Regions from separate parts of the Oryctolagus cuniculus genome. Here region 2 is linked to region 1. A link is a contact called in public Micro-C data. All regions are on one chromosome and are shown on one strand. Each heading gives the region's core, a stretch centred on a gene start, on an enhancer-like site or on the middle of the called end of the contact. The rest is flanking DNA. Distances are from core to core; before and after follow the strand shown.

Evidence for each region. Hi-C and Micro-C count contacts between places; a contact is called where the count stands out from the background.
Region 2: a contact with region 1 is called in a Micro-C map of ear pinna, with 9 times the contacts expected there. The contact joins two enhancer-like sites. A contact is called at or near these places in 2 of 6 Hi-C or Micro-C datasets (ear pinna and an unstated tissue).

Annotation. Positions count from the first base shown.
Region 1 is chr14:43,786,699-43,791,629 of mOryCun1.1, reverse strand. All of the region lies in intron 3 of OTULIN (OTU deubiquitinase with linear linkage specificity), which reads right to left. Among named protein-coding and RNA genes, the nearest start is that of OTULIN, 22 kb to the right of the region's middle. Within about 2 kb of position 2,104, at least 1 of the 8 cell types and tissues checked has an H3K27ac peak or open chromatin away from gene starts, as enhancers often do. A contact at or near this core is called in ear pinna, where this site is marked.
Region 2 is chr14:44,099,128-44,104,566 of mOryCun1.1, reverse strand. No RefSeq gene overlaps it. Among named protein-coding and RNA genes, the nearest start is that of ANKH, 130 kb to the right of the region's middle. Within about 2 kb of position 2,011, at least 1 of the 8 cell types and tissues checked has an H3K27ac peak or open chromatin away from gene starts, as enhancers often do. A contact at or near this core is called in ear pinna, where this site is marked.

The DNA of each region.
Region 1 (4,931 bases), core at 855-3,354:
TAATCTTTTTGTCAAATAATATTAACATATACTCTAATGTTTGGTATTCAAATATTATATTCAGTTTAGTTGCCTAATAAACACAGTAAATTTTTGTAATGCAGCTGAGAATAAGCTACAGAACTAAGGAAGCTATAACGACTTCTCCCGTAAAAGAAGTGATAGCTGAACTACTACGTTGCTTCTTTCCTTCCCCACACCCCTGGAAGATTGGTTATTTTGAGTCCCTCTAGTTATCAGTATTATCTGGAGTTTGAAAGGCAAGCTGAGACACAGTTGATGAATGGCAGCATGGGAAATTAGACTCTCCCAACAGTCCAGGGTGTGTCCAGAGAAAAATCATGTAATTAGGCTGGGTATAGGCATGTCACTTCACCACTATAAAATTAAGAAATGAAATTCACCTCCAAGTCAAAGGGTCATTAAAGAATAATTAAGTTCTGCAACAGTCTACGAGGAACTGCAATCTAACAGTTATAAATACAGTTTCTGATGAAGCCGTATGGAAGCTAAGGCTCAAAAGACCCTTTCACAATGGTAATTCTGGTTGCACCTCCACAATCTATAGCAATCACATGACATGTAGGTGGTTTCATATCTAGAAAAACAGAGCCAAAGTAGGAATGTAAATTATGCTTCCCTGTTACTACAGAGGCGGCAACCTACATCAGTAAGAGGGAGGCCGAGCCTCGTCTGGTTACAACAAATGACCTTCCACGGAGCAGCTGCAGCAGCTCAACTCACAGGCAGCTCTGCTGTCAAACTCTTACTGCAGTCTCTCAGACTGATCACCAGAACCTAACATGCCCCCGGGTGGCAACCAGTTGGAATTACAACTGGGCACAAAACCACAATGGAACAAAAAACACTGGTTATGCAGAAGTGGGCTTGGGGAGGAGGAACAGAAGACAGGCCGAGTGTCAAGTAGCACTGTACAGCATCTAAAACACAAGTACAGTCCTCAGCTGAACTATTTGATGCCTCCCGAAGGTCTGACTACAGAGGAAAACAGAATACAAGTCAGTTTCCTAGTCCTGTTCATATATGGGTCACACTGTTGCAAGAGTAATTATCCAGTTCGAGGCTGCATACTTCCAGCAGATGAGGAAATCTGGGAGAAATTCCTAAACATGAGGCATAAGAAGAACTATTATAAAATAGTGAAGTTAGAATCACTTCTCGGCCTTTTGGCTAAGACCAAGTGTAGAAAATAGTGAAGTTAGAATTATTCCCCCCAAAATGAACATTATTTTATATGCTTTCAAAGCATAACATAAAATGCATACATATAGTCATTCTTTTCTACTAAGTACAGAGATTGGACTTCTGTTAGAAAAAGGGAGATTTATGAAAGAAATAATGATTAGAAATATTTAATACAGTAAGTATTAGGTGTCATTTCCTTCATGACTGAACTAAAAAACACTGTTTCTCTAGCAACTGCCTGTAATAGCTGACATCACTACTGAGAAAACAACAAAAATGTGTCATGCCCAACTCATAAAAAAAAGAGTTTGATAGAGCACCTCTTATGCTAGCACACGCTGTCAGAGGTCCTAAACATTCAGAGATACCCCAAAGTTTGGCAAACTTAGAAACCAATGGACCTCTGTTTCAAAAGACCCCCTCTTAGGCACTGGAGTACTGCTGGGGTGGGCACTTAGCCTCACCATTAAGATGTCCGTATGTCACTCTGGAATACCTGATTTCAATTTCAGGCTCCACTCTAATCTGCTAATGTAGATCCTGGAGGCAACAGTGAGGGCTCACAAAGTTGGGTTCCTGCCATCCATATGGGAGACCTGGATTGAGTTCCTGGCTCCTAGGTTCAGCCCAGCCCAGCCCAGCCCAACCCTAGCCACGTGGGTATCTGGGGAGTAAACCAAAGGGTAGAAGGACTCTGTCAGTTCTTTCTGCCTCAATACAGCTAAAAAAAATGAAGTAGGAAAATAGCCACACCAAGCCATTTCTAAAGGTTGCGTTTGGAGTCAAATGACCCAACTACAGTCAAACACAGAAACTAGAGTCTGTACAGAAACAGGAACAACAAACAGGAAACCCAAGCAGGATGACAGAAGACGAGGGGACAGCTGGACTGCCAGAAGCCACAGTAAAGACAAAGCTCAACTCACAGGCAGAGAACAGGGCAAGGCCAGAGAAGCTGAGCCAGCAGGCAGGAAGTCCAGGGTCTCTTCCACGGAGCCTAGGTTAAGGAGAAGGCTGCTCAGTCTAGCCCTCCTGCTTCCCTTCAGTATCCTCAAACCAGATGATGTTCTAGGAGAAAGAGAAGATGGCAAAATGCCACAGAGCAACTCTCCATCTGCAGATGGAAGCAGGTTCAACTAGAAGTTCCAGCCCTAACTTCTTGCACTGCACACTTGCTCACTGGAGGAACCCCTTATCAGAGGCGACTTTCCAAGATAATTGCCGGAGGAGGGTTCTGAGTAAGAGAGAAATGGAAAGGCTACCACAGAGACTCTGAGGGACAACTGGAAGGAAGTTAAAAAGCAGTCTGGTTAAGTGATGGAGTTGTGGTACAGTGGGTGTAGCTGCCATTTACCATGCCTGCATTCCATACTGGAGTGCCAGGTTGAGTCCCAGTTACTCTTCTGATCCAGCTTCCTGCTAATGCACCTGGGAAGGCAATGGAAGCTGATCCAAGTACCTGGGATCCTGCCAACCATGTGGGAGACCAGGGTGGAGTTCCTGGCTCCTGGCTTTGGCTTTGACCAGTCCTGGCTGTTGTGGTCATTTGGGGAGTGAACCAACAAATGGAAAATCTCCCCCCTTTCCCTTCCCCTCAGTCCCTCTCCCCTTCCCTTTCTAGCTCTTTAAAATAAAATAAAATAATTTTTTTTTTTAAAAAGGCAGTCTGCTTAAGTATAATCAGACTAAGTTTGTAGACTCTTTCCGTCCTCTACTGGCTCCTCAACTACAAAGTGGATGGTCAGTCTGTCACCTGTCAAGACATGGAAGCCAAATAACATAACAGACTGTGTCAATCAAATGTTCACACTATGGTAAATTGCTGGGGCCTGGGACATCAAAACAAGGACAAGGCTTCTGGGATGAGAAGTTATCTCTTCAGCTGGTATGAAGCAGACCCACAGTATATAGGAAAGGTAAATACTAAACTCGCAGGCTGAACAGTGTTTTTCCCCCTTGACACAGGCCTCCTGGCATTCAATAACAGAAGATACATAGCGCTTTGACCAACTAACTACTCTGTGCTCCTCAGAGCAAAGCATGACGGCTGATATACTTAGAAAAAGGAAGAAATTAGAAAGACACTTGAGAATTTAAATACTATTTTCACATCCCTCAAATTAGGTCAGGAAAACCACCTTAAAGGCCCCTCACTCACACATGCAACACTTTCTAATACTGTTCAGAGACCAAACACAGCCTACTGTGTTCCTGACCTATTTTTAATGTGGCAAATGATGTGATCACACAGGGATGCAGAGCTTTACTTTCTTTAGGGTGTATTTTATATGCTTAACTCTCTAAGGCACTATTTGCACCAGTTTCTTGTAAAGAAAAAGTCAAATTCAGTGTTAATTAAGTCCAGAAATCTAATTAGCCCCATAAAGTTAAGGGCTCAAAAACAAAACAGCCTAAAATTCTTAAAGAGGATTTATGTCACCATCTATAAACTAGGCTATGGTTGTCAGTGCCATCATTGTTAGTTTTTCTAGCAGTGTCCATCCACGGGCATGCATTTGCCAACTAAGTAACAATTCTGAAATATTATTTATTTCTAATGTCATTTACAAAGGAAAAACAACCTAGTCTAGCAATTTCTTTTGCCTCTATATCAAAGAAATATGTTAATACTGAAAACTCCACCTGAGATTATATATATCTTTACTTAGAAGAAAATTTCATTCCCAAATACTGTGTTGACAGTTTATATAGATGCTGATTTTATACTGCTTTTATAAACTAGATACCTGCGGGACATCACAGACCTCCACCTGAGACTCCTGGTTTTGCCCTTTGGAGTTAGGTGATCCCTTGTGCACAAACAGACCTCTAACTAGCTGAGTAGGCAACAACTTCCCTCAAAGTCTCTCTATTCTAGGCAAATACCCCAGTGCCTTCAACTGCCCCCAAAAATATCACGCACATGCTCATCTGCTCCTGGGTACTGCTGACCAGCCCAGCTAAAGGTGGGCAGCCACAGCCTGATTCTTAAAATTTTCCTTTTAAACTGCACCAGGGCTTCACTAAAATTTCAGGTGGGCTCACAGTTGCTGCAATCAATTAAAACCCAGACTTCCTTCTCTTTTCATAAACTATTAGCTCTCCCACAGCTAGCACTTCTGAGTTTGTTTTGAGCAAAGGACTTCAAATTTTTTTTCTCCTTTTAAAAAAGATTTGAAAGGCAGCATTAGAGAGACAGAGACAGAGACAGAAAGCAATAGTTTCCATCTGCTGGTTCACTCCCCAAATAGCCACAATGAATAGTCAGGGCTGGGCCAGACCAAAGCCAGGAGCTTCATCCAGGTCTCCTAGGTGGGTGCAGGGGCCCAAGGGCTTGGGCCATCTTGCACTGCTTTCCCAGATGCCTTAGCAGGAAGCTGGATTAGAAGTGGAGCAGCCAGGACATGAACTGGTGCCCACATGGGACACCTGGGTCATGGGTAGCAGCTTAATCTGCCTTTCCACAACACCAACCCCAGGCCTTTCGATTTTCTTCCAACTGATGTCACACTGTCAGTTCTAACCAATCATTCCTGCCTACCCAAATCCTTCAGGACATTCTATCATCCAACCTACCATGGGACATAACTGTGTCAATACAACAACACATGACTTTCTGGTCTATCTTTCCCACGTGGTGTATATAAAAGAGTAAAGAAGGCAAGGCCAAGGACATAGCCCCTGACACTTGCCTCCTCAGGAAGACTCTCTCCCACATGCTATCA
Region 2 (5,439 bases), core at 762-3,261, 310 kb before region 1:
TGCTGCTCTCATGTATGTTTCTTATGTTCCATTTGAGTTTTCCTAAGTTAGAGTAAAAACACAGACATGATTTGGGACACATGCAGGCTTCATGTATGAGATCATATTCAAGTGGGTAAGAACCCCAGCTCAGCTGGCTGTCTGACCCCCATCAAAACCTCACTGCCCACAAAGCAGGATTCCTGGGGAGAATCTCTTGCCCTCTCTGGATCTGTCTCCACATCCAGACACTGGTAAACATTCAGATGAGCAAAACCTCTCAGGTTAAACCAAATGTATTTAGGGTGGTGCCTGAGAAGGAGTAGGTGTCAGGAAATAGCTCTGTGCATCCACGATTTTATTATACTACTGTTGTCCTTACAGTGCTTCTATAAGGAAATCTCATAGTCAGATATGGTTCATCTAGCAGGTGCAAAAAACCATGCTGCTTCCAGGACTATTTTGTACTTCTCTTCAGTGGCAGATTGGTGGGAAGAACAAACTAAAAGCAACACTTCTAAAAAGGAAGCTATAGCATCAACTCAGAAATTATTTACTTATTCTTTATTGTTGCAATGAAAATATGGCAAAGGATGCTTTTGAAAAGTCTGTTTCCACTCAAAGAAATGCCTTTCTTATGAATAAGGAGTTTGCCGTTATGTTACTATTTGGTCTCTGTTAGTCCCTTGGCAAAGGTCATGGAGTATACGGAAGTAAACACCAGGGGCAGGGAGTCACAGAGGCCGGTGGGCCTTGGGTCTGAGGCCATGGGCATTCAACTGCCACAAAGCTGAGCCCATCTCAAGGGGTCTGTCCCTTTGTGCAGAGGGGACAATTATAAAAATTGGGGAGGGGGGTGGGCAATAATTTTAATTAAAGGCATTCTCTCACAAAAGTATCTTAATATTCCAAATACTGGAATAATCTAAATGCATCATTATAATGTAAATGAGGCATACTTTTGAACCAATTGGAGCTTCCCTGGAGAATACACACACACACACACACACACACACACACACATTTATATATATCACAGTTAGGAAACCATGTCATCTTTGTTGCTTTTTAAATCTTAATTTCCATCTCCTTTCTCAAGCCCAGCTCATAACTTTGCAGGCTTCTGCTTCTTTCCTCGGCCTCTGGTCAAACTGTCTTTGATGCTGACGCCAGGCACCCTGCTCTGCCGTCCCCCTGACCCGCCTGCTGATGCGCCTGGTTTGCCTGCACAGTACCCCCAACTCTGAGACGTGCAGAGAAAACCAACAGCTCGGCCCGGAGCCAAGATAGCTTTTCCCCTAAATTACATCGAACCAGAGTAACTCTTGACTACCTTTGTTAAGTGGTTTCCCATGATTCTTGCCTCTTAAAAAGGTGATTTAAGGAATGATGTGTTAAGGTAGTATTTTCTTTTAAAGCTAAGGAACAAGAAGCCCTTCGAGAAGACAGGCTTTTATTGTTGAGAAATTACTTTGGGCTTCTCGCCATCCCTCCTCCCTGCCTACCCACATCACTGCAGAGGGCAACTGCAAGAATCCAGGAGGGCCAAAATACACGGACTGCCTGGAACCACAGAGCTTCCTGAACTGCTCAACGCTCAGTCTTTGAGTGACGCAAGAGTGGGACGAGTTAGTCATGCATCAACAAGAGTGGCCTTTGACTGGTGCTGTTTGTTTGGATTCCAAGTGTCACCACCTACACTGTACCAAGCCTCGAATGGTAATGGCAGCACTCCCTCCCTTTATCCATCTATACAGCCATCATTTGGTGAACAACACTGTGCTACAGATGGCAGAAACAAAGAATGAAGCAGTGTCCACAATCATCCGTAACTCACAGCCCACTGGAAAAGAGGATTATTCCAAACCAATATGGAAACCCGTGAAAAGTACACAGTGCAAAAAAGGAACTTGTAATGCAGTGGGAGGGGCAGGAGGAATCAGTAAAGACTTCCTGGGGACGACAAAGCCTCAGCTGAATCATATTCCGGAAATCGCAGAGATGCAGAGAGGAGAAAATAATTCAACATGCTGAGGAAAGTCCCCGAGGTTCATCCAGATCACCCCACAAGCCCACCGGCTCCACAGACAGCCTCAACCCCACTGGAAAACAGGCTCCAGAGCTGCGATGTCGGCATGGAATTAATTTGTGTTCATTTGCCATTCACTGTTTCTTCTCAAAGAAATGAAACCATAAATCTTGTTCACAAAATAGGTATTTCTTGACTTCCAAACTTCGGTTCAGAAAACATCCATTTCCTGCTCAGTTAAATAAGGTTCTCGGCAGAGGCTTGTTTCTACCCTCTGCCAAAGCCATTATGGACGTGGGCTGTGGTGTTTGGACAGACTTTAAATAGGCGCATTGAATCCCAGCGGGTGTGTCCTGATGTGATAATTGCTTTGGGGACAGGTTATTGTGCTCAGCCTCCAGTCCTAGGCGGTCTGCTTAAAATACATTTTGCGTATTGTGCAAATCCCTTGGAAAAAAAATCCTTGATGAACTGCCTATAAAATCCCTAGCACAGGCTAAGTCATACCCTCAAGTCTTTCAGTTTTTCCACTGGACTCAACTTCTCTAGTGCTTTAAGGAAAAAAATCAAGACTTTAATTAGAGGCAAATTTTATAACTTTTTTAAAGATGGAGAAGCTGAGACACTACCATAAAGTGAATCATCTAAGGTTATAGGAAGGGTCAGATGCACGAGCTATTGGTGATGCTGGTCCTGACATCTATTTATTAGCTGTTCTACTTCTTACATTTCCCTTTGAGAACATAATTTTCCATATTCATAACACCATACAACGAATCTCTAGAAAGGAATGCAGGAGAGAAAATACACACTATTGAAATGGACTTCATGATTCTCCTGTCATTGTGCTTTGGTTAGTTAGTACATAAATAGTTCATTGTACATGAAAAGCATGGCTTTTTTTAATCCTTCTGAGCATATATCTATGTTATTCCTCAAAATATCATATGGTGAGCATAAATTAAGCCTATATCTGCTTTCGAAGGTTGTATTGATCTAATTAGAATGTTTTCATGCAGTTGTATTAGTCTATTACCATTATTATTATTATTATTATTATTATTTGAGAGAGCACTTCCATCTGCTGATTCACTCCCAAAATGCCTGCACTGGTCAATGGGACGGGCTGAAGCACAAGCCAGGAACTCATCAGGTCTCCCCACGTGGGTATCAGAGGACCAACCACTTCCTTCCAATGTCTACACTGGCAGGCAGCTGGGATAGGGAGCCAGAGACGGATGCAGAACCCAGGTATTACAATATAAGGACGTAGATTCACTACTGAACCCTGAAACAAATCTTTCTTGTACCATTTTTTTTCAGTCACAAAGGGTTTTGAGGCCCTGAGAGAGTAGTGAAGGACTCCAGTCACTGTATGATTTTGGCATTCAAGCAAATTAAAATATAAATATACAAATTCAAAAAAGAAAAGTAAGATAGAAATCTTACAATGGCCCCTCAATGACCCCATAATGCAAACACTATGCACACATATATCTCTACGAATACCACTAACTCATCCTCTTCAATGGCTAAGGTATTATTGTCTCCATTTTCTAGAACACACTGAGGTTCTGTGAGGACTCTAGTTGCCCCAGGGACACAGCCTCAGCTTCCTTACCTGTAAAATAGGGATAATAAGAATAATATCTACCTGGCAGAGCCTCATGAAGCTGGAATAAAATATGACATGCATTTAGTACCTAGTCTTTCATGCTTTACTTAGAGCTCAATAAACATCAGTGATTATTAGTATAAGCAGTGTTCTCATTACAACTGGTTTGTGCACATCTCCCCTATGTTGTTACCCCTTTGTGCAATGCCTTTAATTTTCAGAGTGAAAAGTGCCAGCAAAGCTAGATGGAAGACTATAAATGGAGTAGAATCAGCTATGCTTTGGCTGCAATTTGTTGGACAGAGGTGGGGTGGGGGGCAGTGAAGGGAGATGACTTTGCCCACTGCCACTAGATGGTGCTAATAGATTACGACCCACGCACAATGCTTCTCACAAAATGAGACAATAAAAAATGTGCAAGCAGGCTGGAAGGCGCCAGGGTGTGATTTTCTAAATGTTGCCCATTATTCTACTTCTGGCACAAGAGCCCTACAGTACTTACATTAGGCCATGTTCTACCCTGAGAAAAAAAACAGGGATTGTATTCCAATTGCTTTATTTTAAATAGAAGACAACGGAAATCATTGTCTTTTGATATCATGATTAGGGTCACATAATCAACACAAGAAATCTTTTTGTGTGTGTTATTATATCTTTGCAAATGAAGTATGGCTATACAAAAAGCGACTTGATAGAAGTCTAGTGGGGGAAAAAATCCTAAAATGTTATAATTAATTGCTTCCATCATGAAGCAAAACCCACATAACCTCCTGGAATTAAAATGTTCCCATAGACTACAAGTTAGTAATAATTTTGGTCAATTTCCCTGACTAATTTCGAAAGTTATTCCCTGCTTTTTCTCAAATTTCTCATATCAGCACTACCCAATTTCACCCAGAGATGGAAGCCCAGAGCAGTTTCTGGCTTGTTTTCCTGAAAGGGTCCTTCCAGGATTCCTATTGGTTACCACATTGTCACAGAGACAAATGCGGATGTCCTGGCTTCCTGGGAACCGCAGGTGGGAAGGATCTTGGCATTCTCTGTCACCAGAGGTCTCAGCTTCCCCCAGTTACAAGCCCTGCTCATCCCAATGGAAAAGTTCTCTCTTCACACCTGGTACCAGAAGATTTCACAAGAGCTGTTCAAATACCTCTCACTCCTGCAGATTCCAATTGAGAAGATAAAGAACTATTTGCTAAAGGGGAAATATCTTGTTTTCTGTTCTCATGGCCAAAAGAAAAAAAAAACGATTTCAGAAGGGGCCTGTTTATAATGTTTTGTTTTAATTTCCATTTGGGCTGGTGAATAGCCCTTAAGAGCTCTATCACTTAAGAATCTGAGTACAAAGGATAAAGGCTTGCCTGGACAACCTCAGCCTGATGCAGGTACCTCCCATGTTTCGTATTCCTGTCCTCTCCACGTGTTTTCTCATGTTTATCTCTACAAAAACACTGTTGGTTGACAAGGCAGGCAATTACCATCTTCCCTTGTTGATGCACAGGATCTGATTTGTCCAGGATAGAAAACTAGGGGCACAACAAGGACTCAAAACCAAGCCTTAGTACTGTGCTAGCTCTTGTTTCCATCATGGTATATCCCATGCTGCTTCTTAATCCAGCCTGCTTGCTTGGTTTCCATCACCAACTGCCTTCAGTTCTTCTAGGGCCTGTGTAGTCCCTGTCCAACCAATTTTGAATCTAAAGACAGTGATTCTGCCAAATAAACCTACTGTTCCCACAAATGCCTTAAGTACTCAATAAATAATTATTGGTTAAGCCTTTATTGTGTGAAGAATGAGAGTAATGAAGGTTTTTAT